6 separate regions of the Mus musculus genome follow, and all the other regions are linked to region 1. Evidence: chromatin contacts called from public Hi-C, HiChIP or PLAC-seq, Micro-C and promoter capture Hi-C data. All regions are on one chromosome and are shown on one strand. The core of a region is the stretch at or near the end of the contact, and the rest is flanking DNA. Distances in the headings are between cores, read along the strand shown. Region 1 holds the start of Cep41 (centrosomal protein 41). Region 2 holds the start of 1700095J07Rik (RIKEN cDNA 1700095J07 gene). Region 3 has its middle 18 kb from the start of Gm40359. Region 4 overlaps Gm40359 (a long non-coding RNA gene). Region 5 has its middle 24 kb from the start of Klf14. Region 6 holds the start of Klf14 (Kruppel-like factor 14).

The links. Promoter capture Hi-C pulls out the DNA fragments that hold promoters and counts their contacts. Hi-C and Micro-C count contacts between places; a contact is called where the count stands out from the background. HiChIP or PLAC-seq counts read pairs in DNA pulled down with a chosen protein or histone mark.
Region 2: a contact with region 1 is called in an HNF4G HiChIP or PLAC-seq map of pancreatic cancer cells. The contact joins the promoter of 1700095J07Rik here to the promoter of Cep41 in region 1. A contact is called at or near these places in 2 of 39 promoter capture datasets (the C10 cell line and pre-B cells), 2 of 115 datasets of contacts at active chromatin or transcription factors (extraembryonic endoderm stem cells and pancreatic cancer cells) and 1 of 9 other capture datasets (macrophages).
Region 3: a Hi-C map of pancreatic cancer cells shows a contact between it and region 1, with 3 times the contacts expected there. The contact joins the enhancer-like site here to the promoter of Cep41 in region 1. A contact is called at or near these places in 4 of 39 promoter capture datasets (the 3T3-L1 cell line, cranial neural crest, frontonasal cranial neural crest and 1 more), 2 of 15 datasets of contacts at CTCF or cohesin (the NIH/3T3 cell line and embryonic stem cells), 1 of 484 Hi-C or Micro-C datasets (pancreatic cancer cells), 7 of 115 datasets of contacts at active chromatin or transcription factors (cardiomyocytes, embryonic stem cells, large pre-B cells and 2 more) and 1 of 9 other capture datasets (embryonic stem cells).
Region 4: a contact with region 1 is called in an H3K4me3 HiChIP or PLAC-seq map of stem cell-derived neural progenitor cells, with 13 read pairs. The contact joins the enhancer-like site here to the promoter of Cep41 in region 1. A contact is called at or near these places in 1 of 39 promoter capture datasets (cranial neural crest), 1 of 15 datasets of contacts at CTCF or cohesin (the NIH/3T3 cell line), 7 of 115 datasets of contacts at active chromatin or transcription factors (the NIH/3T3 cell line, acute myeloid leukemia, astrocytes and 4 more) and 1 of 9 other capture datasets (embryonic stem cells).
Region 5: a contact with region 1 is called in a promoter capture Hi-C map of cranial neural crest. The contact joins the enhancer-like site here to the promoter of Cep41 in region 1. A contact is called at or near these places in 5 of 39 promoter capture datasets (the C10 cell line, cranial neural crest, frontonasal cranial neural crest and 2 more), 3 of 15 datasets of contacts at CTCF or cohesin (the NIH/3T3 cell line, large pre-B cells and pro-B cells), 3 of 484 Hi-C or Micro-C datasets (bone marrow-derived macrophages, cerebellar granule neurons and muscle stem cells), 8 of 115 datasets of contacts at active chromatin or transcription factors (the 230-238 cell line, craniofacial prominence, embryonic forebrain and 4 more) and 1 of 9 other capture datasets (embryonic stem cells).
Region 6: a Micro-C map of embryonic stem cells shows a contact between it and region 1, with 4 times the contacts expected there. The contact joins the promoter of Klf14 here to the promoter of Cep41 in region 1. A contact is called at or near these places in 18 of 39 promoter capture datasets (the 3T3-L1 cell line, the C10 cell line, HPC-7-derived erythroid cells and 11 more), 1 of 15 datasets of contacts at CTCF or cohesin (the NIH/3T3 cell line), 4 of 484 Hi-C or Micro-C datasets (bone marrow-derived macrophages, embryonic stem cells and muscle stem cells), 14 of 115 datasets of contacts at active chromatin or transcription factors (the 230-238 cell line, the NIH/3T3 cell line, bone marrow-derived macrophages and 5 more) and 2 of 9 other capture datasets (adipose tissue and embryonic stem cells).

What each region holds. Positions count from the first base shown.
Region 1 is chr6:30,692,302-30,695,566 of GRCm38.p6, forward strand. Cep41 (centrosomal protein 41) reads right to left here and starts at 1,448. Exons shown (of 11, transcript NM_031998.3): 1 at 1,336-1,448. The coding sequence starts at 1,368.
Region 2 is chr6:30,303,091-30,306,355 of GRCm38.p6, forward strand. 1700095J07Rik (RIKEN cDNA 1700095J07 gene) reads left to right here and starts at 1,525. Exons shown (of 2, transcript NR_166056.1): 1 at 1,525-1,999. It overlaps Ube2h (ubiquitin-conjugating enzyme E2H), which reads right to left and starts at 1,449. Exons shown (of 7, transcript NM_009459.3): 1 at 962-1,449. The coding sequence starts at 1,014.
Region 3 is chr6:31,031,446-31,034,710 of GRCm38.p6, forward strand. No RefSeq gene overlaps it. Among named protein-coding and RNA genes, the nearest start is that of Gm40359, 18 kb to the left of the region's middle. Within about 2 kb of position 1,681, at least 54 of the 459 cell types and tissues checked have an H3K27ac peak or open chromatin away from gene starts, as enhancers often do. A contact at or near this core is called in pancreatic cancer cells, where this site is marked.
Region 4 is chr6:31,009,969-31,013,233 of GRCm38.p6, forward strand. It overlaps Gm40359 (a long non-coding RNA gene), which reads right to left. Exons shown (of 2, transcript XR_868931.2): 2 at 97-731. Among named protein-coding and RNA genes, the nearest start is that of Gm40359, 3.3 kb to the right of the region's middle. Within about 2 kb of position 1,628, at least 36 of the 459 cell types and tissues checked have an H3K27ac peak or open chromatin away from gene starts, as enhancers often do. A contact at or near this core is called in bone marrow-derived macrophages and stem cell-derived neural progenitor cells, where this site is marked.
Region 5 is chr6:30,980,992-30,984,256 of GRCm38.p6, forward strand. No RefSeq gene overlaps it. Among named protein-coding and RNA genes, the nearest start is that of Klf14, 24 kb to the left of the region's middle. Within about 2 kb of position 1,805, at least 29 of the 459 cell types and tissues checked have an H3K27ac peak or open chromatin away from gene starts, as enhancers often do.
Region 6 is chr6:30,957,392-30,960,656 of GRCm38.p6, forward strand. Klf14 (Kruppel-like factor 14) reads right to left here and starts at 1,599. Exons shown (of 1, transcript NM_001135093.1): 1 at 1-1,599. The coding sequence starts at 1,306. The coding sequence ends at 329.

The sequences.
Region 1 (3,265 bases), core at 198-2,697:
AATCTGAGATGTACATTAAATTTATATTTTAGTCACCCTGCTGTGTCATCTCCTGTGCCATCTCAAAAGTTTAGTTCTCCTAACAAACTTTCTACCCTGCGACCAGCATCTCTTTGTCCCAGACGCTATATCCCTAACTTCTGGTGACCATTATTCTAATTTCTACTTCACTGAGTTGGACTTTAGACTCCAAATGTAAGTGACACTGTGTAATATTTACACATCACTATCAAGGTTTAGTAGTGGCGGCACATGCCTTTAAATTCCAGTATCTATGAGGCAGAGGCAGGTGGATCTCTTTAAGTTTGAGGCCAGCCTAGTCCACATAGTGAGTTCCAGGACAGCTGGAGCTACATAGTGAGACTGTCTCAGAGACAACCAACCAACCAAACAACAACAACAAAAAACAACCAAACAAACAAAAAACCCCACCAAAATAACAGACATTACTATCATGGCACTCCAATACACATGCCACAGTTTCCGACACCAGGCATTCAACAAGAAATCCAAGACCTACAACTGGTGTTTGCTATGAAGGTGCAGAAGGCCCCTCTCAAATTGCCTTTTGTTCTGTAGACTCCTACTGGGACTTGGTCGGAGTTGAAGCTCTCCTTGGCTTTACACAGGCTGTTCTAGCAAGCTCTTCACCTGACTCACGAGTGGCCTTGATGGGTTGGGGCCTTTTCAGCTCAAGAACGCCCCTCCTTCTCTCAGCTTGAGTGCTGTCTTTCCTCCTCCATCTCTCTCCCGAAGCTCACCAATTTCCATCACTAGACTGAACTCTACTGTAGAGACTCTGTCGTTCTCTTTGTAGGTCTGGTTACTTGTTTGGTAAGGGTCAAATAACACTGGGTGACATTAAACTGCTACAAATGCACAAGGGCACTGAGGGTAAAGGAGAACAAAGGGCCCTATTTTGCTCCCTTTGCAAGGGCGGCTTGGCCTGGGGTACCCCAACTCAGAAGTGATGGGCCCCTTCACCTCCTTCCATGTTTTGGGGGTCTTTGATTTTTACTTTGTTTGCAGGTGTCACTCCTAGACTGTAAACTCTTTGAGGGCAGGGGCTGTGTCTTTATGTACTTGGCTCCTCCAAGCCTCGAACGTCGGTGTCCGGTGGGTCTTTGTGGGGCGAGCACGCCCGGCACCGGCGGGTGCCACTGACGTGGAGCCTCGGCCTGCCCCGCCCCAGGCCCTGCGCTCGGCCCCCTCCTCACGCTGGCCACTTCCCGCCTTCCGGGCGGCGGAAGTGGCCGGCTGTTCGTCCCTGCCCACGTGGCGCCTTTTCCGGTGCGCCCGCCCCCTCCGGCTCTCGGGTCCGGACCTGGCCCTCACCTCAGGATTCCCAATGTGCCTCCGGGCAGACATATTTGCTCCAACCGACCACGCTCGGGGTTCTAGCCTCACGTCTGGCTACTAATCTAGCTTCCTACCCCCCTCCAGCCCCCACTCAGCCGCCTCCCTGTAACCTCTCTTCCGATTGGCTCGGCTGCCCAGGCCAGCCAATAGAAGCTCCGTTTACTGCTTCGGCCCGGGCGGGGAGAGCAAAAAAAGCTGCTCAATGGTTGCCAAGGGCAACGCGGGACGCCCGCTAGCGCAGCTTGGATCCTGGCGCCCAGCTCCTGCCTGAGCGCGGGAAGGAAGGGGGAGGGGCTCCGGCGCCTGCGCAGACCTGAGAAGGGGGGGGGGGGGAGGGTCTGGCCTCAGGCTGGAGAGAGAACACAAATTCACCACAGGTCCCCCCAACCCTTTGTAAAGTCTTTCTAACCAAACATCGGGGCTACTTCTTCCACGGCAAAGGACATGATTTGGGCCAGGGATGTTCAACTGGAACGAGAGTGCATAGTTTATTATGTTCAGGTCTTAAGTTATTATGCAAATTATGCAAAATATCATAAGTAAACACAGTAATTATTGTTGCTCTAAAAGCTTTTAGTCTAGCGAAAGAACAGCAACCTTAATTGCAAAGAGCACACACCGTTCAGTGGTTCATCATTCATTTAACAAGTATTTAATAAGCACCTTATGAAGAAAGCGGCAGTATGTTTTGTGGAGGATGGGAAAGATGACTAAAATCCGATCCCGTTGTCATGGAAACCATTGTAACTCCTGCCACCAACCACCACCTGTTCTCATTCCAGATCTGAAAATTAAGTCCTAGCACCTTTACAAAACAATTACCCACACAGTTTGACTTGGCTCCTAAATGTCCCACCAAATCCATCAAAATTACTATTTCATTTTACAGGGAAGAAACAGCACAGTAACCCTTTGTCCTGTGCTCTAAGTCGTTTTTTTTTCCAGGAATAGAGAAAGGTTCCATTGGTTTGTTCATACTGGCTAGCTCTGTGTTAATAACAACATCCATGTGAACTATGGCAGGGTCTACGCAGATGACCTAGTCAACAACGTGGTCTCTCATACCCTGTCGTGCCTCATAGCAACTTCAGGAACCTGCTCTTAGGGCCGTATCTTGGATCAAGTCATTCAGACTGGACCTCCAGGATCTTGGACTATTGTCCTAACTGCCCCTTGTACTGTGTTTAGTGTTTAATACCTACCAAGGTTTATCTTAAATCCCTTTACCATGTCTAGTCTTTAACCCTTCTAAAATTCCCACTCATCATTCTATTAGAATGAAGGATTGGGGGCTGCAAAGGTTAGAAGGGAGTAGATAGGGTGTATTTATCACATCTTTGCATAGCGAACCCCTGTGCAGCTTGGAGTTGGAGTAACTCTAGCTTTAATTTTTTTTTCAAATCCTATTATTAACGATGGTTCTTAAATGCTTTAACCTTCCTTGTAGCCCACCACCCCACCAGAGGTAGTAGAAAAGAAAGGATATGTGGGAAATGGACCTGTTTAGAAAGGTTCTTTGGAGCAACTCAGTGTTGTCTGGAAATCGGCAGTTCAATTCACAGGTTAGCAGGCAGCGGCAGCTTGATCTAGTTGCAAATACCTCACGGATACACCAGGGGTCCAGTTCGGTAAAGTTGGCTTAGCAACAGTGGTGACAAGACCTAGCAGAGACAGCCTGGCCCCAGCCTCAACTTGAGTCAGCAGGAGGGACCATCGGGAACCCAAGGAGAAGTTCTCTGTTGTGCCTCTCTCAGGAAAGTGAAGGCCAGCAAAGACCACCGAGACCCACCAGTGTTGCACAGCTAACTGTATGAGCAAGCCGGGCTCTGTCTCCGTCATTCCTTGGAGTCCCATTTATGCCTTTCACACATCAAGTGTCCTCCACGTGCCTTGCCTCAGCACACGT
Region 2 (3,265 bases), core at 275-2,774, 390 kb before region 1:
AAAAAAATCAGCCTGGATTCCAACCAAAACCACTGCCTGGAGGACTCTTATCAGTTACAGCTCTCCCACTGCAACCTCGGGTGTATATAAAGCTGGGGGAAGGGGTAGAAAATAAAAGGTGTCACTTGGCCCAGATCAGGGCAAGCAGTCCCCAAGAACCATATCCTCAGAGGGAGTTTTGCTCAAGTGGCTATTTTGTTCGGGGAGCTCCTTTCTCTCCTTCGTCCCAGCTGTCAGTTCCACAATATGGAGGGTGGCCTGCCTGCTAAGAGGGCCTGGGGGTCCTCACTGCATGCACTATGAGTGGGATAGGCTTTGTGAGTAGAAAGAAAAACAGGAAGGTTCTCCAGACCAGAAGGCTTAACAGGAGTGTCTGATTTAAAACACACGGAGCTCTTTATTACAAGAGGGGGCCCTGGGCAGGCTACTCTCTTCCTAATATAGAAAGGAATTAGGGATAAAGAAGGTTGCTTGAGTTACCCCAGTTTAAGCAGCACTGTGACTGGAAGGAACAGGGACACCCGAGAGAGAGAGAAAGAGAGAGAGAGAGAAAGGCTTCCCTCTCAGGAATTTCTATAATGAACCCATAAACCCAAAGCTAGCAAACAGGAAGCAAAGACCCTGAAGATGAGCTCCCGGTGACGAAGGAGGCGTCTAGTTATACCCCCACACACACCCCTAAGAAAGGGCCGTCTTAGGAATCCAAACGTCGTAGAGGGAAAGTCAGGGGCTGGGGGTGGGGGGGGAGTGCAAGGAAGGCGAAGAACAACGCACATCTCGGGGGGCTGCAGATAAAGGGGGACTGAAAAAGCCCTCGGCTCCGGGGAGGTGCCAAGGGGCCGCCGTAGGCACTGGGGGAGGGAGGGGAGGCGCGGCCAGTGGCCTGGAGTGCCCCGGAGCCCTCGAGTGGGCACCCCCACCCGCCCCACACGCAGTCCGAATTCCCCTCCATGAAGGATACAGCTTGACTACGTCCGTGTCCATCCGCCTCTTGCCGGGACTGGGGGATGACATGGTGTCGCCGCTGCCGCTGCCTCCCCGTCGCCTGCGCCGCCGCCGCCTCTCTCCCCTCCTTGGCCCGTCTGTCACGGGCTCCGGGCCCAGCTCGCAGGGCCCCGCGGCCTCGCCGGCTCCTCGGCCGAGGTGGCAACACCCGCGCGGTCCCGTGGGGTCCGCTCAGCCGCCGCCCCCCGCACGGGGGAACACCGGGCACTGCCCCGCCGAGTGGGGGCGGGGACCGAGGCGCCCGCTCGGGCTGCCCTCCGACTGAGGCTCCGCCGCGGCCCGGGCTGCCGCTGCTCCGCGCCGTGCGCCGCTCCCTCCCGCCTGCGCTAGCTCGTTCGCCTGCCCGCCCGCTCGCTCACGCTCTCGCCAGCTCCCAGCTGCTTCCTCCACAAGCCGACGACTCCAGCTCGGTCGGCCTCTCTACCCTAGCCTCGCTCTAGGCGCCGTGATGTCACCTCTGTGACGTCATCTGAGGGGCGGGGCGCCGGTGGGAGGGGAGGAGCATCGTCGTCGCGGTGTAAGCTTGTCAGGGGAGTTCTGGGAGATGTAGTTCCTCTTTCTCCTGCCATCGTGCATTCCCTCCGCCCCCTCCCCCAACCTCCTCACACACTTCATCGATCAACTGCCAGTGTCGTTACCATCAACATAAACGACGGTAGTAAATAATGGCAGTATGATTACATTCATACTTTATGTACCACCCTCTCAACAGTGCTGCAAAGGCTGTTTGGATATGGAGGAGGCCAAAGTGGCAATTACTCAGACTGGCGTCCAAATCTGGAAATTCCCACACCAGCATGTTCTCTCCACTCTGCTCCCTCTTCAGAGGGAATTGGTTTGCAGGGATTTAGACTACAGTAAGGCTTCCCCAGAGCTTGCAAACAGGGTTCATTTACCCTCTATGCAAACAAGGTCAACAACTCCGGAACTGCAGTAGAAGCAGCAAAGAACAGAAATAATTTGATACTAACATCCTCATTCTACAGAATTTGAGGTAAGTTGAGGTCCTTTTTAAAATCACAAAGGTGACTGATAGAAGCACCCTAAATAAGTTATAATGCAGAACAAAGACACAGTTCTGCCCTCTGAACTCCTATATCAGTTCATGACTCTGAGGATACAGTGTAGATGAAGATGAAATTTACACAGCTCTCCCAGAATGGACCAGAGTGTCAGCATCATTTGAGAACTAGGAAGGAATGCCTCTAGAAGGGCCTTAGGCCTACTCAATTAACATATGCAGTTGAACTAAGTTCTCAGACAGTTCCCTGAACAGTGAAGTCTGAGATATACTGCTCTACAGGGCTCAAAAGTACTGTAAACCTAAGGAGCAACAAGGTAAAAGAGGCAGAATAGTGCCAAGTATCCTCAAAAGCTTTATCTATTGTCTTTTCTCTATGACACACACTTGGACTTTGTCAGGTCAGGTACTGAGGGCTAAATTGAAGATCATTTGCTCCTATCTTTCTACCCTTCAAAATGCCAGCTATTTTTTTTTTTTTAGTTGTAACATACATATAAAATATACAATGTTAACCATATTTAAATATTCAATGCAACAGCAAAAAACCATTAAATATTGTGCAAGTATGACTAGTGCTCATTTCCTGAACCTTTTCATCAATCCAGACAGAAATCATGTGCCCTTAAAAGAATAACCCCTCCTCCCCATCCCACCAGCCCCTGGTAACTTCCACTCTATGTTCTGGGGAGAAAAAAAGACTATCCATTGCTTTCTCCTAGGAGAAATCTGTCAGCAGACGGGTATGAAAAGACTTCTAGCCACCTTTATCTGATCACTTCATTGAAGGAAGAAAACAAAACAAAACAAGATTTGTCTTTCTCACTGTCTGCACCAGACTCCCTAGGGTGTTATTGCCCCTACCAGCTTTCCTAGAGTGGCTCCCCCAGCCTCCTTTGCCTGATTACCTCCCTCCCCTGTGCTAAGACAGTGGTTTTCAAGCTTGGCCCAACACCTCAGAATCACCTGGGGAGCTTGTTAAGCTCACACAGAGTCCAGGAACTGCTGCTGGGAATTCAGAAGGTCTGGGGTGAGGCCTAAATAGCCTTGTCTTTAACAAGTACCCCGGATGTTTCCGATGCTGGCCAAAGTCAGAAAAGCTCTGCCGTCAAGATTCCAAAAGATGTCTCAATTTCGAGACACCTATCTGACTGTTAAGTGCATTTATAAAGTCCTATGCCCAAAAGGCAGGAGCTGTGTGCTCTCTGCTCCTCCACCACACACACAGTGGCACCTAGA
Region 3 (3,265 bases), core at 431-2,930, 340 kb after region 1:
AGCTCAGGATGCGACATATCTAACCAAAATAAAAGGGCTCCTTTATCAGACTCCATAATGTAGCACACGCAATTGTAAATACTACTGTGCACTTGTATAGGAATCCCATGAAAGAATTTCTACAGGGCCCATAGCACGCTCACAACGGTTCCTGTGGGCAAAGTTGTTCCTCTTATGCAGTCCAACAAGGAATCATAAAACAGTTTTTTCCAGCTGGGTGAGGTGGTGTGCACCTATGATCTGAGCATCCAGAAGTCGGAGGCAGGGGAATCACGAGCTTAGTCTTTGTAGTGAGTTCCAGGCCAGCCAGGGCTACACACAGTGAGACTCTTGGCTCAAAAACAACGAAAATTGTACTAGCTATACCAGAAGAGTGAGTTATCTTTCTGGAGAAAACACTATAAAGTTGCTGTTATATGAACCAGTGATCAAATGTCATGTGGCCAAAACACAGGAAAAACAGGGCTTAAGCCAGAATTTTTTTAAGGGCAATGCTGGTGATATTTGTCAGCTTCTTCAAAAATATTATGATAATGTTTATAATTTTAAATCATATTCTCACCTAATTTACATTTGTGAATTAGGTCCTATTGATCACAATAAGCCTTTAAAATTACACTCAAGCTTTAGAAGACCTGGGTACATATACCCCTGGTTACATGTGGCTTCACTGATAACCATGCAGAAGAATTATAGAAATAAGAATTAATGTAATAATATTTGTGATCGAATTTAAGATTCAATTCCAAAAATTACTTTAAAAACACTTTTTCTAAATGTGTGTGTGGGGTGGGGGTGGGGGAGACAGACAGGCAGGCAGAGAGAGAGAGAAAGAGAGAGAGAAAGAGAGAGAGAGAGAGAGAGATGTCTGTGTCACACTGGGCGGGTAGAGGTCAGGACAGTATCAGCTGTTCTCAGCTTTCATCCACCAGGCTAGCTGGCTGGAGCATCCCAGGATTCTCCTGTCTCCACTTCCCATCTTAAAGGAGGCACACCTGCGGTAGATGTGCTATGGTACCAGTGTTTCATGGACTTTCTCAATCTAAGCTCGGGTCCTCACATTTGTGCACCAAAGTCCTTTTCACACACAGAGCCATCTGCTCTGCCCTAAAATTCCGATTTAATGAGCTTATGCAAAGAAGTATGCAGACATGTATATATATATATATATATATATATATACACACACACTGATAACTTTTGACAAATGTGTCAACCTATGAAACAGCTCTCAAATCAACATAGAACATATTTTCATCATCTTCCAAAATTTCTTTGTGCTACTTTCTAGTAAATTCTCCCCACACACGGAAGTTGTTCTGATTTTCATCACCAGAGATTAGCTTACCTACATGTGAACTTCGTAGGAAAGGACTTACACAGGGTGAGCCCTGTTTGTGACCGATTTCTTGATTTATCTTGTACACGGCAGTAATTTCACAGGCCAGGTTGACTATGTTAAGGCAGGCCAAAGCATAAACAAGATCTCTGGGCCTATGAGGATATTCCTACAAGAGATTAGTATCAAATTGGTCGACTGAGTTTGATCTGTAGGTGGGATCTGTCCTCACCGTTGTAGTGGATGTCATCCAGGCCTGAGGCTTACATAGGACAAAAGTGCAGAGGTAGGCTGCCTCTTTTTCTCAGCTAGGCCAGCCTCTGCTTCCTTTCCCTGGGTCTGCCATCTCCAGGGCTTACAGCGCCAACGCTACCCACCCCCACCCAGCTTTCCAAGCCTTTGGATTCAGGCTGAGTTAGAGCCAGCAGCTCTACGTCGCCATCTTGTGGCCACCAGAGGATATGGCAACATATCATCTCGGTCGCCATTATATGAGCCAATTCTGGCTTTCTCTTTATGTCTGTACCCACATCAGCTACATCACATCGACTCACCCACCCATCTTTTCTCCAACTCCTGTCAGTTACCTATCTGTTATCTATAACTATTCGTATGTATACAACGTCTCTTCCCACCTTTCTGGATAACTGACTAATATGTCCTTTGAAGACTTATCTATGCTGTGGTATACACCAGCAATCCGTGTCTCTCTCTCTCTCTCTCTCTCTCTCTCTCTCTCTCTCTCTCTCTCTCTCCCCCTTCCTTCCTTTCTTTTTTCAATTACAGAGTGGTATTCAGTTAACAGAACAACAATTATCTTCATATAAGCTGCATCAAAGACTACTGAAGATTAAAAAAAATAATAATAAAACCAAAAGAAAAAAAAACAAAAACTTAACTACTGTCCCCATATATAACTAATTTGTGCTGTGCACAACAAGAACCTGCTTTAACTTTCCAATCCGGTCCACCTCCCTGGGGAGTAGTATATCACTGTTTCCTTATTTGCCTGATGAACATTTCGTTATTTCTAGACTTTGTTTATTATGAATAAATATATATAAATATGTGCCTAAGTAATTTTCGGAAGATGGACTTCCATTTCTCTTGGGGATGTGCTGTGGAATTCCTCCATCCTATAGAAGGTAATTATTGAAACATTTTCCAAAGTGGTCTCAGTTTCAACCCTGACTCAGTGGTTAATGAGTGAACTGGTTATTTTATTTTTAACAGCATCCGAAGGGGTGTGAAGTGGTATCCTGTCTGTGGTTTTTTCTCATAACTCCCTGATGAATAATGAGACCGAGTGCCTTCTCAGGTATTTACTGACCGCCCCATCCTCGTTATCAAGTGTTTCCCAAATAGCTTGAGTATTTTAATTTGGATTATCTTTTACTAATTTGCATACACTCTGTAAATTCAGTTCTGATTGAAATCTTTAATTAGTTCAGATCTATCTATCTATCAAGCATACATTTTTACACAATCTATAGTCTGTCTTCCATGGCTTAATTTTTTTTTTTTTTTTTTTTTTGAGACAGGGTTTCTCTGTATAGCCCTGGCTGTCCAGGAACTCATTTTGTAGACCAAGCTGGCCTCAAACTCAGAACTCCACCTGCCTCCGCCTCCCGAGTGCTGGGATTATAAAGGTATGCTCCACCATGCCAGGTTCCATGGCTTAATTTTTAAATTTTATAGTTAGAGTTATATAATTCCACAAATGGGGGTTTCTGTAATATACACCTTTACTTGGTTTCCTCTATGAGTTAATAATTCAAGTTCTCCTAATGTATGGGGTTTCTCCACTTCTCTTACCATTGACTTCTAATTTAATTTGGCTGTGGCCAGACAGCATGACCACCTCAGCAAGTTAGCAGCATATCATCTACCATCACAGTAAACATCTGTGCAGGTGTGGTGAGAATA
Region 4 (3,265 bases), core at 378-2,877, 320 kb after region 1:
ATGAACTATTCTTCATATTACCCCTTCTACAAAATATAAGTACATTAGACATTCACAATATACAATATCAAAACAATCTGAGGAATAACCACAACAGAGACGCTGCAGGTTTTAATGCCACTTCGGTGAATATACGTGTGATAGAGAGGTGGGGCAGAGTTAGCAGATGGAGCTGCTCATGACAGACGTGGGGGTGAGGCTGTGGTGGGGTGCAGCGGGGGGTGGGGGAGCTGTTGTTCCTGAGTAGCCTGGAGCCTGGAGCCCTCACAGCCTCTGCCCCCAGCACACTGCCCAGGCTACAGATCTCTCTCAGCTCTGAGCAGAGACAGGGCTTCCAAGATGGAGAACAGTTCATTTCCTGGATTGGACCACCTGAAAAGACGTCCATGGTTCGTGCCGCTGCTGTTGCTGTTGCGGGATGTTGATACCCATGGGTCTGTGTTGCTGCCAAAGGCCACGTGGATGTTACATGCTGCAGTGGGGGTGGAAGGTGGGGTTGGGGATATGTTGATGTCCTTGGTCCATACTACTGCTAGAGAACACATGAGTGTTTGTGGTCAGGGCTGCGGCCAGAGGCCAAGTTGGTATCTGCGGTCCATGCTCCCGCAGAGGGAGGGCCTTGTTGGCGTTTGTGGTCTATGCTGCCACCTGGGGTCATGTTGAGGTCCACAATCCATGCTGCCGCTGGCTGTTTTGGGCCAGGAAGCTTCTTTTGTCGTGGCATCGTCGATCTAATGCAGACTCACAGTTGAGAATGAGAGACATAGAAGGCATCTGTGACAACATTCCCCACCCCCTCCCCCGCCACCTCCACCCCTAGCCCACCCCTACTCCCAGAAAAAAAAGAAAAGAAAAAAGTCAGGCAGGAAAACGTTGAAGAGAGTGCTTAAAAATTGTGCTAAGGCAGCTAAAGTGTAGCACTTCACAGTTGGTGGCTTCTGGTGGGGTGGGGATGGGGAAGGACTCAGTTATCTTCAAGTGGCTGGCCACTGGGCATTTCAGCATGCTCCATTGAGTATATGGGCAACACAAACTGGACCTGGGGTATATTTTTTATTTTCTTCTGTTTCTTGGGGGGTGGGGTGGGCGGTGAGAGTATGGACCCGGGAAGAAAGGAAGGTGAATGGGGTACGATCAGGCGATCAGGGTGCATTGTGTGAAATTCCCAAATAATCAATAAAAATATTATGCTTGATTAAATAACAAAAACAAAACCCACCACAACAAAAATAGGAGAGAGAGAGAGAGAGAGAGAGAGAGAGAGAGAGAGAGAGAGAGAGAGTTTTGAAGCATTCACAGCTGCACAGAACTTCCATTGTCAAGCTGGCATAAAGAGCTTTCTTCTGTTAATGTTTACAAAACTGCTTGGTGTTTGAGTCTGCTAAGACATTGTAATTCTTAGGCTAACCCTGAAAATGTTTCCTGAAAGCTTCATCCTTACCAAGGTGCGCTACAGCTCACAGGATGCTCAATAGCAATTAGTAACATAAAGTAAAAGTCAATAAAGAGTTAAAAAAATCTGACTTTTCTATTTCAGGCAACATTTTATTTAGGTAATGAAGGCCGTTAGGGCCTAGGATAGAAAGCCTTGGCATTCTGCCCAGAGCATGCTACAGTTTCAAGTGCTAAGAGGGAAATGATGGCATAGGTTAATTTGGGATCTTGGCCTGTGGCCACAGCTCACGGGACTTCTGAATTGAGAGAGAGAGAGAGAGAGAGAGAGAGAGAGAGAGAGAGAGAGAGAGAAAGAGAGAGAATTGATTTAGAAAGTCAGCTTCTCAGGCAGCAGGGGGAGGGGCCAAGTCTAGTTCCAAGAGGCATTTAAGGATAGAGAGGCTGAAGAAAGTCCACTGAGACTAGCTGGGCTGAGGGTAGGACACTGGCAGCAATAATGGTGAGAGAAAATGACTCAAAGAGGGTACCACTTCCTGAGATGGACAGGCTAGGAGCCTAGCACAGAGTGCCACTGAAGACTCGGTGGAGACTCATCCCTTAGGACAATTCTTAACTGCATGTACAAAAAAAAAAAAAAAAGGGGAAAATTGCCATCTCGAAAAGCCAGCAGAGTTCACTGAAATAGTTAAAATCCATGGACTCATATGGCAGGAGCCATTCCCCAGCAAAACGCAGACAGCAAAAACACCCCATTATAACCTCTGCCGGGTCCAAGGGAGAAGCTACAGGCTGGTGGGCCTCTGCTTCAGAAAGGAAGGAATGGGAGAGGATGCTCTTAGCTTTTGTTGGTTTCATTGTCCTAAACTCCCCTCCTCTATCGAGCTATCTATCAGTGCACAGTCACTGAAGGCCAAGCGGGGAAAGAAATACAGAGCGGCTCTCATGGGCCAACTGCAGCACAGCACAGCATATAGACCAATAGACCCTGCACTTTGGGGGTCTATTGGTCTATATCCAGAAGTTGAGACACTGTTCATGTAGCTCAGTGATAGTGTGGTTGCCTAGCATGTGTGGAGTCCTGGGTTTGATCTCCAGCATCCTGCTAGGTGCTGTGACTCACACCTGTTAACTTGGCACTCCAGAGGTGCCACACCCACTCCAGTAAAAACTTAGTGGCAGGCCCAAAAGCTTGGACACAGTCCCATGGCAAAATGTTTCACGGAAACTTAGTCTCTTGGAGCCTTGGCATCCTGTAGCAGGAATACTCCAAACATGTCCTTGTGTTAGTCAGTGAATGGATCTGTGTGCTTTCTTTCAGTATTGTTTTATTATAGGTGCCTCCAAGCAATGATTTGTCAAATACCTAAGCTAAATTGAACTTTGCTTCCTGGCCTTCACCAATGTCCTAGGCAGTCCTTGAGCCGACCCTGAGCTTGGAATTCAGTAAGAATGTTGCCTATTCAGATGAATTGCCTCCAGTATTGAAAGAGAGATAGTTAAAGAAATCAGGCATTACTATCTACTACATAGAGTTAGAAATTTCAGGGCAAGCTTAGCAAAGTAAGTTTAGAATTCTTATTATAATTATGAATGGCAGACTACATTACTTAATAGAAGAAAGTCTACACAAAATCACTTAGATTAACAGCCAAGTCACTCCCATATACAGGAATTTACAATGGTTTAGGAAGAAGATTGGGCTGTGGTTTAAGGAGGAACTAGAGTATTGCATTATTCATGAGAAGGTTAGCTAGAGCAGAACTCCCTAATTAGAACTATGGCTTGGACACAAAAAGCCCTTGCCCCGGGAGCATAAAGACCTCACACCTGGCTTCTAAGAATATAGCTGACCTTAGATAGAGGTGATTTT
Region 5 (3,265 bases), core at 555-3,054, 290 kb after region 1:
GTCCAATTAAGTAAACATAAATAAGCCATCAAAAAATTTTTAAAAATGTGAGAAAGTGGCAGGAGGAGTAGGTGGGAAGATGGGGTTCAGTAGGAGTGAGGGGGAGAAGGAAGAGACGTGGATAAAGGTGACTGTGATCAGAATCCATTAGCTCATGGATGGAGCACCATCAGGAAACTCCTTATCCCAGCTAATATAGCTAATAAAGGTGAGACAGAGAAGAAAAGCACAGGGAAAGCACACTTGAAAATCACAGTTTGTGGCTAAGAAACTGGATGTGGTCAAGGATGGTTTCTCCAAATCGAACATTAGTGGAGACGTGAGCTTATTTTGTGTCCTAAACTACAGGTTATATACCCAAATCAGCTGCCCCTTATATTCCTCTTGGCAGGTATTTCTGTAAAATGCTGCGTTACTAGCAGAAGGAGCCTTGCCTGGTGCTGGAATCAGAGTCCAGGAACCTGCACATTTCCCAAGAGTGGGATGTCTCATGTCACATTTGCGTGAGGATGACACATCTTTCAAGGGGATCAAACACTCCGTGAGCATGCAGTGCCTTTCTCTCACAAGATAATAACAGCCCACACCTAGTGCTCACCCGCTGCCAGCATGATGTCTTAGGCATTTCCTACGTCATCTGTGCAGTAAGATTCTGAGTAACAGTGACTATTTTGAGTGTTTACAATGTAGCATTCACTTAATGTTCTTTGTATCAGGTCTTCTTTAACCCTCTCCAGATTCCTATGCAAGAGGTCTCATTGTAGCCTGGAGTGGTGGCGCAAGCCTTTAATCTCAGCACTGGGAGGCAGAGGCAGGCAGATTTCTGAGTTCGAGGCCAGCCTGGTCTACAGAGTGAGTTCCAGTACCTACACAGAGAAACCCTGTCTCGAATAAACAAACAAACAAAAAAACAAAACAAAACAAAAAAGAAGTCTCATTGTTTCAGATAGGGAACAGGAAGCCTGGAGGAGTTGGGCACTGATCAAGTCAGAAAGATCAGTAAGTTGGGGAGTGGGAATTTGGACTTGGTAGCTATTGGGGTGGGGCAGGCTAGTGATGGAGACTTACTGGTTGTTTCTAGACTCCATGGGTCCCAGCTTTTATAATAGCAGAGCCACATCTACGAGACTCCTGTTTTAGGTATCAGACAGTTCCGCTTACATCTTTTTCTAAAGCAATTGCTTCTCCTGTGAGTGGACTTGTCTGTCTGTCTCCTGTCATCAGCAAGGGCTGATCAGTCTTCAAATCGCATGCATCCCTGTGAAACAGGCTGCCGTTTTAACTCTTAAAACAGGGGACCATGTTTTAAGTGAATCAGAAGAACATTCCATTGCGACTCGTGTTGAAACCATCAATAAAATCACAAGAAGGTTTTTATAACCATCACATCATTTTTTGTGTTTTGTAAATCTGGAACTCTGCCGTGTTGGATTTTCTTGGGAGAGGCACATGATTTGAAAGGGAACCTTAACCTTTTAATTCAACGTAGCAAGTGTTTTTACACTTCTAGGGATTCAAGCTGACTGGTGAATGAACGAGAAATGCGCTTTAGACACAGAGTTGCTTTCGTGCGGTAGCAAAACACAGGATCTAATTTGAGACTCTGTAAAACTGCTTTTTAAGGATCTGGCGGAAAAGGATGTCACAGGTACAAAGTACATAGTGTCCAGAGCTAAGATAAAGAGAAGCTATCTCATCTTGGAATCGACATTTTATTGTTGGGAAGGGTTTACATTCATTTCCCCTTCGAGACGACTTGATAATCTTTGTGGAAGCTTTTTCTGTTGAAAACGGAAAAAAGAAAAAGCTTTTTTTTTTTTTTTTTCCTTTGCGTCAAGCTCCTGGCGCTGTCTTAGTGGCAAAATGGTGCTCTCTAGTGGCAGAAGAAGGAGTTACTTTTTTTTTTTTTTTTTTTTTTTTTACTTTCTCAGTTTAGTCAAGAAATCTTTTTTTTTTTCATTAATTAATTTACTCATTTATTTTACATCCCGATCGCAGTTCCCCTCCCTTCTCTCCTCCCAGACACACCCTCACACACCCCTCACCCCACTACCCTCCCCTCTTCTCTAAGGAGAAGGAGAACCCCCCCCTTTAGGTACCACCCCTCCCTGGGACATCAAGTCCTTCTCCCATTGAGGTCCAGCAAGGCAGACCAGCTAGGGGAAGGTGATCCAATGGCAGCAACAGAGTCAGAGATTCCCAGCCCCCACCCTGAACTTTTAGGGGACCCACATGAAGACCAAGCTGCATCTGCTTTAAACGTGTAGGGGGCTTAGCTCCAGCCCCCGCATGCTCTTTGGTTGGTGGTTCAGTCCCTGTGAGATCCCACGGGCTGAGTGAGGTTAGTTGACCCTGTAGGTCTTCTTGTGGTATCCTTGACCCCTCCGGTCTCTCAGTCCTTCCCTGAACTCTTCTACAAGACTCCCCCAACTTTGCCTGATGTTTGGCTGTGGGTCTCTGCATCTGTTTCCATTCACTGTTGGATGAAACCTCTCAGGAGACAGTTATGCTAGGATCTTGACTGCAAGCATAGCTGAGTATCATTCATAGTGTCAGGGGTTGGCTCTCTCCTGTGGGATGGGGCTCAGGTTGGGCCAGTCATTGGTTGGCCTTTTCCTCAGTCTCGGCTCCATCTTTCTGAGCCTGAGCGCCGGCTGTGTATGAGTGTTTTTGTATGAAGGATGTCCTGACAACCGATAGCTTCTTATGAAGAGCTCACATGGCTGGACTAGACAACGATGAATATCTGCGGGGCCTTCTATCTGCAATGTCACAGTAGTGAGAACAAGAGAATTCTAGCCAGATCTGGAGACATGTGGCAAAAGAATATGTCGGTTTTTTAAAAAGAAAAATGTTGATTGGCTTTTCTTCTATTTAATATAATTACATGTTTATTGTAGGAAATTTTAGGAAATACAATTGAGGTTTTAAAAATTATTCCCCAGTTCCATCACCCAGAGACAATCAATTGGATGTGCATAATTTAACTTTTAACAAAATGTTGCTTATGCTTCATAATTTCATTAAATCACTCAATAGATTTTTGAGATGTTTCCTGTTACTAAATACACGAACATGACATGATTACACCTTTTAAAAATAGCAATTAGTTCATGGTTAAAATTGGTATTTAGTTAGTGAGAAAGAGATTTCTTTGGGAGAAAGTTTATATCATTGTAACAGTAAATTGAGTCTTCTTTTAAGACTATGGTCGGTCATTTAACTCTGTGTTGCCAAAGTCAATGTTACCATTTTTATCATAAGC
Region 6 (3,265 bases), core at 349-2,848, 270 kb after region 1:
TTTACATCTCTGGTGCCATGGAGGGAAGAAACTTCAGTACGCTGGAGAGTTCATCCCTTCTCAAAGGTTCCTGCAGGCTGTTTGGAAGAAACCGTTCATTTCAGAAGATGTTTGTGTTGCAGGACTTCCTGCTATCTTCTGGCTCCCAGTCCCTCTCCAGAGTCCGACAAGTTTGTCTGAACCCATCCCCAGTGCGGAGCAACCAGTCTGTACCTCGGTCTAATGACCCTGGAAAATAGGAATGGACAGAGAGAAGGCATGGACAACGGCCTGGGGGGCAGCGGGGGTGGGGGTTGTGCTTGAGGGAAAGATAGACAGCAAGACAGTCCTACAGGCAAGCAGTGAAGCTGGTCTCCTGGCCAGAAGAGGAGCTGGAGTCGGAACCAGAGCTTTCCACCATGGCTGGGGGTGGTGGCTCAGGGCGGGGAGTGCGACGACGACCTCGGTACTCGATCATGTCGGGATGGTAAGTTGGATGGCGACGAGCATGCTTGGTCAGGTGGTCGCTCCGAGAGAACTGCTTGGGACACAGCGGGCAGGAGAAGCGCTTTTCACCGGTGTGCGTCCTGTAGTGGCGGGCTAGCTCATCAGAACGCGTAAACTTCTTGTCGCAGTCGAGCCAATCACAGGAGAAGGGGCGTTCCCCCGTGTGGGTACGCTGGTGTGACTTGAGGTGCGACGACTTGTAGTAGGCCTTGTTGCAGCCATGGAAGGAGCACTGATGTCGCTTGGATGCGGGCGTAATCTGCCTCCTTCGGTACGTCGGGCCCGTTGATGGCGCAGGGCGGGCCCCTGGGGGCCCCTCGGGCACTTCTCCGCTGTCATCCGGCTCCTCTGAGGCCTCAGGCGCATCCAGGATAGCAGAATCACTGCAGGAGCTCTCGGCGTCAGAGAGCTCATCCTCGAAGAAGGCCTGGGTAGGCTCAGAGCCCCCAGTAGGGCTGGAGCACCAGGTCGGCTCGAAGCAGCTAGTTGAGGCACACGGAGCTTCTTCGGAGTCTTCCCTGAAGTCTTCCCGGGCACCACAGCTTAAATCAGCCAAAGCGCTCGCAGCCAGCAGGTGGGGCGCGCCATCGCCTTCTCCGGGGCTCGGGGTGGGGACCTGGAGGACTGGGGGTATCCACAGCACCCCCCGTGACCCGGTACCCTTCCCCGCCGACTCCCGAGACACTGCACCCACCTCGGAGACAGCCGCTGCGCTCGCGCCTTCGGGGTCCGTTGCGCGCCGGTGCAGCACGGCGCGGGTGGACATAGACACCAGGCACTCGGCAGCGAAGTAGTCCAGGCAAGCCACGGCGGCCGACATGCTGGCGGCGCCCGGTTGCGGGCGAGCGCCGTCCGAGCGCGGCCAGCCGCGGGCCGGAGAGTCCCCGGGAGCGTCCGTCCCGCCGCTTGGAGCCAGACGAGCTGGAAGCCGGTGCGCGCCGCTCGCCGCCCGCAGCCGCTGCTGCCGGAGCCGAGCCCGCCCCGCCTGACGCGCCCTGACGCACTGAAGCCTGCGGGGGTGGCGGGGACCCGCCCCGGCCCGAGGACACCCCTGGATCGCGCTGCCGCGCGGGCTATGGCATTCCCAGCAGCCTGGGAAATTATCTTGTCTGCGCTTTCTCTCCGCTGCTGGCGAGCCAGGTAATTTCAATGCGCGCAAGTCCCGGATCGCAACTTCTGGGCAGCCTGCCGGCCTCGCCCCCCTCGCCCCTGGTCTCTGGCCAGCTGGGTGTCAGGCAGAGTCCTAGAAACTTTTTTTTATCCTCTAAGGGGGAGGAGGGAGCGGCGAGGGAAAAAAAAGCGGCGCTAATACCTGACTTGTCTTTCGCTTCGCAAACGCGATCGCTGGCGAAGTGGGCTGCGATTGCGTTTGACTCGCGTCCACCGCTCACAGCTCAAATGGAAAATAGCCCCAAGTCTTCATCCAAAAGAAAACGGGGGCGAAACAAAGTTTTCTCATTTAGCAGTTCGGCTGTTAATGCAGGATCGGCAGCCTTGTCGCCAATAGATCACCGCGTAGCCATTAATTAATAGCGTTTTGAATCAGAAACGGTTTTAACCCTGGCGAGAGCAAAGAATCATCCCCGCTTGAAATAGAAACTTAAAATCCTTGAAGTAACGATTTAACTATTCAAGCAACGAAAGAAAAAAACGCACGTTTAAACTGCATTAACCTGTCACAGGCACACAAACAAATATCCACGCTGAAATATAAATTACAGACTAGCAGCGAGATAAACACATTAAAATGGACTCCCACAATTTTAATAATAGAAAGTCACGTTTCCAATTAGGCAACCTCTTCTAGTTCTCTTTTGACAAAAAAATTAAAATTAAGAATATGCAGCAAAATAGTATAGAATGCTCATCCAGTGGTTTATGACTGTGGGGGCTTTTTCTTTTTTATAATCAAATATGAATGATTTCTTTCACATGCCTTCACGGCTTTATTTGCCCCCCTTTTTATTTTTTAAAAATTAAAAACCCCACAGAAAATAAACAGGATGATTTCTAAATGTAGTGCTACCACGGTTTGGGATGTACATAGGCTTTACTTTTGTACTATTACGTTATGTGCACTTTATTTGCAATGCTTCACTATTTTTTTCTTTGGAAAAGTAAAATGATACACATGCTTCAAGAATAACATATGTCCATATACTTGATGATTAGAATAATCAAATATGATATTTTTGTCGTGTTTGCTTCAAATTTTAAATTTATATTAAGCATCCAGAGAGGGTAGAATGTCATTTCCCTCGTTTCTCTAGCACTGTTCGTTTTCTCCCTCGCTAATCAGTATCATAAAGGGTAAATTCTTCTAACATTTGCTGTGCTTTATTACACAGCTACCTAAGTATGTAAATAGACCCATGTATCTTTGTTAGTGTATTTTAAATGTGGGCAAGTGTTACTGTGCTGCACATGTCTCTTTGCAGCTTGCTTCTCCCAGCATGATTTGTGGGTTGATACCTGTAGAACTGACTGTCCATTTCAGCAGTTTTAAAATAGTATTGGCAGTTGTATTATTTTTAAAGAGACCCAATTCTAAAACGGATTCATTTTTGTTAAAGATACTGCCTCAAATTTTCAGATGCTGCAGCAATCCATACATGAACATTCTCTGAGAATGATTTAGTACCTGATTTTTCTTTTAAATTTATGCTTTAGAAAAACGTGTGGAGATATTTTAAAATGATGAGAGAATATAATACAAGTGTACCTGTCTGGTATAATTCATAAATGTTACTATTTTGTCATATCTGTTTTAGATCTTCTT